Regions from separate parts of the Xenopus tropicalis genome. Here region 2 is linked to region 1. The links are chromatin contacts, called in public Hi-C maps. All regions are on one chromosome and are shown on one strand. The core of a region is the stretch at or near the end of the contact, and the rest is flanking DNA. Distances in the headings are between cores, read along the strand shown. Region 1 holds the start of tgoln2 (trans-Golgi network integral membrane protein 2). Region 2 holds the start of r3hcc1 (R3H and coiled-coil domain-containing protein 1).

What was found. A called contact is a pair of places that touch in the nucleus more often than the background predicts.
Region 2: a Hi-C map of brain shows a contact between it and region 1, with 2.6 times the contacts expected there. The contact joins the promoter of r3hcc1 here to the promoter of tgoln2 in region 1. A contact is called at or near these places in 2 of 5 Hi-C or Micro-C datasets (brain and neurula embryo).

What each region holds. Positions count from the first base shown.
Region 1 is chr3:126,816,219-126,820,032 of UCB_Xtro_10.0, reverse strand. It overlaps tgoln2 (trans-Golgi network integral membrane protein 2), which reads right to left and starts at 1,950. Exons shown (of 4, transcript XM_002932550.5): 1 at 1,842-1,950. The coding sequence starts at 1,911.
Region 2 is chr3:127,054,438-127,058,151 of UCB_Xtro_10.0, reverse strand. r3hcc1 (R3H and coiled-coil domain-containing protein 1) reads right to left here and starts at 1,357. Exons shown (of 8, transcript XM_012959437.3): 1 at 1,235-1,357; 2 at 259-403.

The DNA of each region.
Region 1 (3,814 bases), core at 701-3,200:
TATAATTTATATAATAAGCTGCTGTGTAGCCATGGGGGCAGCCATTCAAGCTGTAGAAAAGGCACAGGCACATAGCAGATAACAGATAAAACACTATTGTATTCTACAGAACTTATCCGTTATCTGCTATGTGCCTGTGCCTTTTCTCCTTTGAATGGCTGACCCCATGGCTACACAGCAGCTTTTTATATAAACTATAGTAGTGTTACTGTAGCAAACACACCAGTTTTACTGATAATTGCTGAGTTGACCATTTCTAACAAGACATACTGGAATTGCTTATTAAAGGAACAGTAACACCAAAAAATAAAAGAGCTTTAAAGTAATAAAAATATAATGCACTGTTTCCCTGCGCTGGTAAAATTAGTGTGTTTGCTACAGTAACACTACTATAATTTATATAATAAGCTGCTGTGTAGCCACGGGGGCAGCCATTCAAGCTGGAAAAAAGGAGAAAAGGCACAGGTTACATAGCAGATAACAGATCAGTTCTGTAGAATACAATAGTGTTTTATCTGTTATCTGCTATGTGCCTGTGCCTTTTCTCCTTTGAATGGCTGCCCCCATGGCTACATAGCAGCTTATTTATATAAATTATAGTAGACTTTCTGAAGCAAACACACAACTTTTACCAGTGCAGGGCAGCAGCACATTATATTTTAGTTACTTTTATACACTTTCATTTTTTGGTGTTACTGTTCCTTTAAAGGAACAGTAACACCAAAAAATGTATATATTTCAAAGAAATTAAACTATAATGTACTGCTGCCTTGCACTGGTAAAAGTTTTGTGTTTGCTTCAGAAACACTACTAAAGTTTATATAAACCCTGGTGTGTAGCCATGGGGGCAGCCATTCAAAAGAAGAAAAGGCACAGGTTATATAGCAGATAACAGATAAACCCTGTAGAATACAATGGTGTCTTATCTGTTATCTGCTATGTAACCTGTGCCTTTTCTCCTTTTTTCCAGCTTGAATGGCTGCCCCCATGGCTACACAGCAGCGTATTTATATAAACTATAGTAGTGTTCCTGAAACAAACACCCCAGTTGTACCAGTGCAGGGCCACAGTACATTATATTTCAATTACTTTAAAACACTTTTTTGGTGTTACTGTTCCTTTAAGGCAAGCTTTGTTTCACCCCAAAATCTGCCATCTAGGTGATATCTAGGAAGTGCTGAATGGAAAGTTAAAGTAATTGTAATTAAAAATCTGAGCTGTTAATCATATATTGCCTGCCCCGCCTCTATGCCGGAGGCATAGAGGCGGGGCAGGCAATATATGATTGACAGCTCAGATTTTTAAGTCTATTTATAACAGGTATGGATGATTTAATTAAAAAATTTGGGTTACATGCTTAATTTCTGAAGGACTTTTATTACATATCTTTTTATATGTGCTTCACCTCTTGTATCAGTTATTGATTGCTTGATTATTAATAATAATAATGTGGGTGACAGGCACCTTTACTGTGCCATTAAGGCATAACCTCTCATTGCTGTGAGCCAAGGTTGTGTAAAACCAGTTTATAGTTCTATGAGATACCATTAATTGGTAAAGGAAGTGCCAGTTAGAATACAGGTGCCATTAGCAAACACATAAGAGAAAAGAGAATGAGCACAAGGGAAACCCCACACAACCTATTTCATTCCCACAATAACAAGAAGCCCGAATGCTGTGAGAGTGTATCTAGGCCGGGAGCCAATGACGATAGTGACAGAGACTGGTGGGCGGAAGGCGGAAGGTACACGCATCAGTCCCATAAAGCTTTGCCTTGAGGCATCTAAACCCACCCAAAACCAGCAGGTAAAACCCCACAGCTGAAGCCTAAAGCATCTCACCTTCGCCATTATCCGCAGCGCTCAGCGAAACAAGGAGCAGAAGCAACAACCAAGACGCCTTAGTCGCCATCGTTACAGGAAATAAGTGAGATAAAAAAAAAATAGGTATTTCCGCTTTCCTGTATCCGCGCCGCCATCTTTCTACACCTTGAATGAAGTCAGTGCTACGGATGTATCGCCGGCGTTTGAATGTTCGACGGTGAGTGTACTAATATGGCCGGCCTTGGCATGATTTGGAACTGCTCATGTTATTGCTGCTGCTGCTGCTGCTGCTGCTGCTATTACACCTAGTCATGCATAACTATGGCAATTATGTAAAAAACCTATTCTTGGCTAATATATATAACTTTCACTAAATGAGATATATACCTTATAGATGTATTTGAAGATTTAATTTCTCTGTGACGGAGTGGACACTTATTTACAAGGCCTGGGCACAGGTATAGGGATCAGTTTGGGTGATGTTGGATTAGTGACCCGCTTGACAACTTTTGAGTTTGGTAACCTTAGTCCCTCCATTTCCCAGTGTAGCCCACTTTAGTTGGCAGTGCTGCTACTTGCTATTACTTTGGCGCTACAGGAAGGGCCAGAACTAGGGGTAGGCAGAAGAGGCAGCTGCCTAGGGCGCAACGATTGAGGGGCGCCAGGCAGGAGCCTCTCCTGCCTACCCCTAGTGCTACTTTGTCATTGCCTCTGCCGCTTGTCATTAGCGGCGGAGGCAATGACCGATCTAATCGTCCCCCCCCCTGCACTGCCTCCTGTGCTTTGGCATGCGCATGCGCGGGGAGGTGGGCTGAGTTGGCCGACCGGGTTGCCTAGGGTGCCGGTCGGCTTGGCCGCCCCTGGCTATAGGAGTCCTGAGCCCCGCTTACTATGGGGGACAGGTGCTGTACAGTTCAATGGTGGGCCTCCACCCAGGGGTGATACTGTGAGACCATAACTCACAACCCTGGGAACTTGATATTGTACGTTAATCCTTGACTGGGACTCCACACAACTCCCTGCACCTTGCCCCTCCCTTGGGGTATTTGCTTACCGGCCAGTAGGTGATCCCTTGATAGGAAAGAGACAGACACAAGTGGGTATAGTGAACGAGATGAATCTCTTTATTCAGGGCAGACCTCTCCAGGAGTGGAACACATTCATCAGGGCACTGTCTCCTTAACTTCAGTCTTAGAGAACCTCTCTCCTGTTGGGTTACCCACGGTACTCCCACCAAGTGATCCTACCTAGGACCACCTTTAGGTGTCTAACTCAAAAAATCCAACCTCTAGTGCCTAACGGGAACCCATCTAAGGGGCTCAAGTCTGGGGATCCCTACACCAGTATTCAATTAATATTTGAAGACTACTAAGATTGGAGATAAATATTACTGGTGATGTTGCCAGTAGCAACCAATCAGATCTTGCTCTTGATTTCTGACTTTTAGGTGACAGTTCAAATCTAAATGCTGATTTATTGCTATGGGCAACATCACTAGTGATATTTATCTCCAATCTTAGTACACATGACCCTAAGGGGTATAAGTTGCTCATAGCAGCCAATCAGATGCTTTGCTTTGGTTTTCTAACTGTTGAAATGTAATTGCTGATTGGTTGCCCTGGGCAACATCGCTGGTAACGCTGTACACTGCTTTTTACACAGCATGATAAATATAGTTTGTAGTTCATGACAGGGTCACAGATTGCCTAAGGCTGAGGTTAAAAGAAAGGGTTTTGTTGGTGGCCTCTTGCACACAGAATAGTATTAAATACTGATTTTCAGTGACCCTAACACTTGGGATGCACCAAATCCACAATTTTAGGATCGTTTGTGAAAGATTTGTCCAAATACCGAATCCAAATTTGGAAATTAGGAAATGGAAGGTTTAAAGAGAATCACACTTTGTGCACGGTGAAAAAATTTAAACTTCTGACAAACAGTCACATGATTTTAAGGATTTGGATTCAGATTTGGTTCAGCCAGAGGCGTGG
Region 2 (3,714 bases), core at 108-2,607, 240 kb before region 1:
ATAGGGCTGTTCTGCCCCCAATAAGGGGTAATTATATCTTAGTTGGGATCAAATACAGGTACTTTTTTATTATTACAGAGAAAAAGGAAATCGTTTTTAAAAATTAGAATTATTTGCTTATAATGGAGTCTATGGGAGATGGCGTTTCCATAATTCAGAACTTTCTGGATAATGGGTTTCCGGATAAGGGATCCCATACCTGTATGCCTAGAAAAGAGCATTACCATTGAGTTTGTGATGGCCTCACGCGTTACTCACTTTTTCAGGTCTCCTTGATGCAGAAAGTGCTCCAGCTCCGTGGATATGAGCTGGTAAAAGTCATATTCAATACCACTAAGGTAAACCCCATCGAGGCTTGGTTGCTCCAGGGTGCCGGTAAGTAACAGAACTTGATGAAAGAAACCTGAGGGGAGAGGGATTGTGTTATGAAGAAACAAAAGACAGCAGTTTTGAACATGGTGGGGTGTAGAGCCAGGCTATTAACTCTGCACTTAGGTTACAATTAAATAAAAAACATTTTCAGTCATGCTCACTGGCCCAGACTTAGAGAGGAATAAAAATAAATGCATTTTCTATGTATTTTGGGTCAGAAACTGCGTTCATGCTGTAGCCGGCTGCACCACATTCAGGTATAGGCCTGCTGTTACTGGCACGGATCATACAAGGAAAGCGGCATCATACCCATTCCCCAAATTTACTCCCTACGGCTAAACATGGGGGGGCACAGGGTCTGCCGGTGGGGTCTGGTTCTACTCCTGCCCCATTAACCTTCCCCACCCACCTCAGCATATAGGCAGGACAGGGAGGTGTGCCCCAAAGGGTCAAAGCCAGAGCCCCTGGCCTTTAGCTCAATTTGCAATTGTTATTTCACACACAAAACTAAAGTGAAAGGCTCAGCTGCACAGCCCAGTGTTGCCAATAATGTAGGTGACTGTTCCAACATAACGCTTCCCCATGGGCTGGGTATTGTGTAATAATACAGCTCTACAGGAGCCCTATGCAGCCCTGCGGAAGGCTTTGCACCGCTGTGCGGCTGGAGCGCATGTATTTATCCATTAGGCACATTCAGTGCTGGGAGAAGACGTGCCAACATTATAGGAAAGCTGCCAATACTAAAAACAACGAAAGTTGTATTTTCTTGACGTTGTTTCTTTTTGTTGTTGTTTTGGTTCAGGACAGTCACAACAAGAAGCGAATAATAAAATCAGTGAGTCGCCGCTGCACTTATACACACCAACACAGCGCTCAGTGTGAGCAGCGACTCCTTCCGCGCAGCCAATCCGCGCCTCGCAAATCCCGCGATACTGGGACGTCACACTACGCCTATATAAGCGCGGCGCCGCTGGGTTCCGGCACTTGGCGGGGTGGGATGGTGGTCATAGCTGCGTTGGCAATTAGCAGAACGTCAGCTTCTAATGTGTGACCAACATTAGTCATGAATTGTTATCTGAAAGCCATACGTGTGCTGCTTATGTTATTTTGGCGGGCAATGCCCAGATAGCTGCCAAAAGGTGATAAGTTGTTCAGGTGTTTATGCTCTCAATTCCTACTTGTGTCAGGAAAGAAAGACATTAATTTTTTGCTGAGAGTAACTGCTGCCCCAGAGTCTCCTCCAAATATGGAGTTTGTTTGTCCCAATTTAGGGTCAGCTAAAGGGTTACTTTAGGAAAAGCTAATGGGTGTAGTTCACCAAAGTCATTTTTTGCTCTTCCTTAACTCTAAAGTGTGCAGGTTCCCTATTGGTTCAGTAGTAGAAAGTTTCGGGGCGCCAGTGCCGGCAGGGTTTTCTCTGCTTCATAGAGGACTTAGATAACAGCAGCTGTCACTCAGAAACCGACCGTTAGTTATCTTGAGTTCCAGGGCAAATGTTTTACGGGAAAACTCCAGCTATATTTTTTACAATTTATGGACAAATTATTTGCTAATTTGGGAGAATGGGTAAAATATACAAACCGTAGTTTGTAGTGGCCCCACAGCCAAACGATGGAATTAGAACGCCGGTAATAGGCGCAGTCGGTTCAACGAGCTGATGTGGTCCCCAGTCCGACTAAGTTTTTTAACCTGCCCGATTGATATCTGGCCGATTTCAGGCCAGATATCTGTCGGGCAGGCCTGTCGTTTTTACCCCTACACGGGTAGATTAGCGCTGAATCGGCCTAAGGGACCAATATCAGCAGCTAGAATCGGCCCATGTATGGCCGCCTTAAAGTGATACTGACACGAAAAAACAACTTTTTAAAATATGAATCTACATAAAAAGTTGCCTATAGGTCATGTTGATCATTTTTTGCTGATAGGTTTGCTTTTGTAAGTAATTGTTACTTGAAATCCCAAAACCTGACTGTTTTGCCAACCTGACTGTCCCTTCTCAGCCTGACAGTTACAGCTTCTAATGCTAACGGCCCCCTGCTGGACAAATATGGCCGCCCCCTTATAGAGGAACATGGAGGATCAGATAGGGAATGTAAAAGCTTGGACAAATACTTTTATGGCAAAATTATAAATAGCATGCAAAGGCAATGTTATGACAATGTTATAAAAGGTTTGATTTCTGGTGTCAGTATCACTTTAAGGCTCAAATTCTCATAAATGGCAGACTCTTTATGGCCTGGCTTTTGTAATCTTTACAGAATTCCACTATATGCCCCCACCATACGTTCATTATTATTAGTTATTTGTTTTTAAGCTATGGAGCTTTAGTCCCTCCAAGATTGATAATCATGGTCAGGGAGACCACCAATAGGCCTACAGCAACATTAAAGGACAACAAAACCCTATTCTGCAGTCTTTATCCCACTAATAAAGTATGTGGAGCTGAACCTAATCGCTAGTTTTTTTTAAATAAAAAGTGCTACCCCAAAGTACGACTGCCTGCAGTAAGCAGGCCATGAATTTGAACCATGCCGCCATGTTTCCCTGCATGATCCAATTAATATGGATGATGCATTGTCTTAAGCACTGCTTAAAGAGGACCTGTTACCCAAACATAAAAAGCTGTATAATAAAAGTCCTTTTCAAATTAAACATGAAACCCAAACTCATTTTTTATTAAGCACATCCATACCCATTATAAATGCATTTAAATTCCCAGCTGAATTCCAAGGCTGAAGAAAATACAATGAAAATAATTTATATAGTGTAAGTGGTTTATTATATTTGACAAACACAATAGAAAACAATTTGGAATAATTTCTTAGGGTGCCAGGTCCGCATTAAGGTATTAATGTGAAGCTTTTATTAGAAGCCTGTATGTTCCCTAGACTTTCCTTGTCCTTTAAAGGGGCTGCAGGATTTCTTGGCAAGTTCTGGTTGTTCCCTACATGTGACAACAATCAGTCGTATTCTTCATATGTTTGGTTTGAGGGGTAGAGAGATGAAAGCCTTTACTAACAAAGTAAAAAAAAAAAAAAAACCATTGCAAAATGTATAGCCGGTCTCTCACAACCTTGTGGAGAAATGTATTATGGTCTGATGAGACCAAGGTTGAACTATTTGGTTATAATTCCAAGAACACCATACCCACAGTGAAGTATGGTGGGGGCAGCATCAAGCTTTGGGGCTGCTTTTCATCAGCTGGAACTGGTGGATGGAATCATGAATAGCGCTAAGTAGCAGTCTATTTTGTCACAAAACCTTCAAGCATCTGCTAGGAAGCCGACGCTCAAGAGGATCTTCACCTTTCAGCATGACAGTGACCCAAGGCATACATCTAAA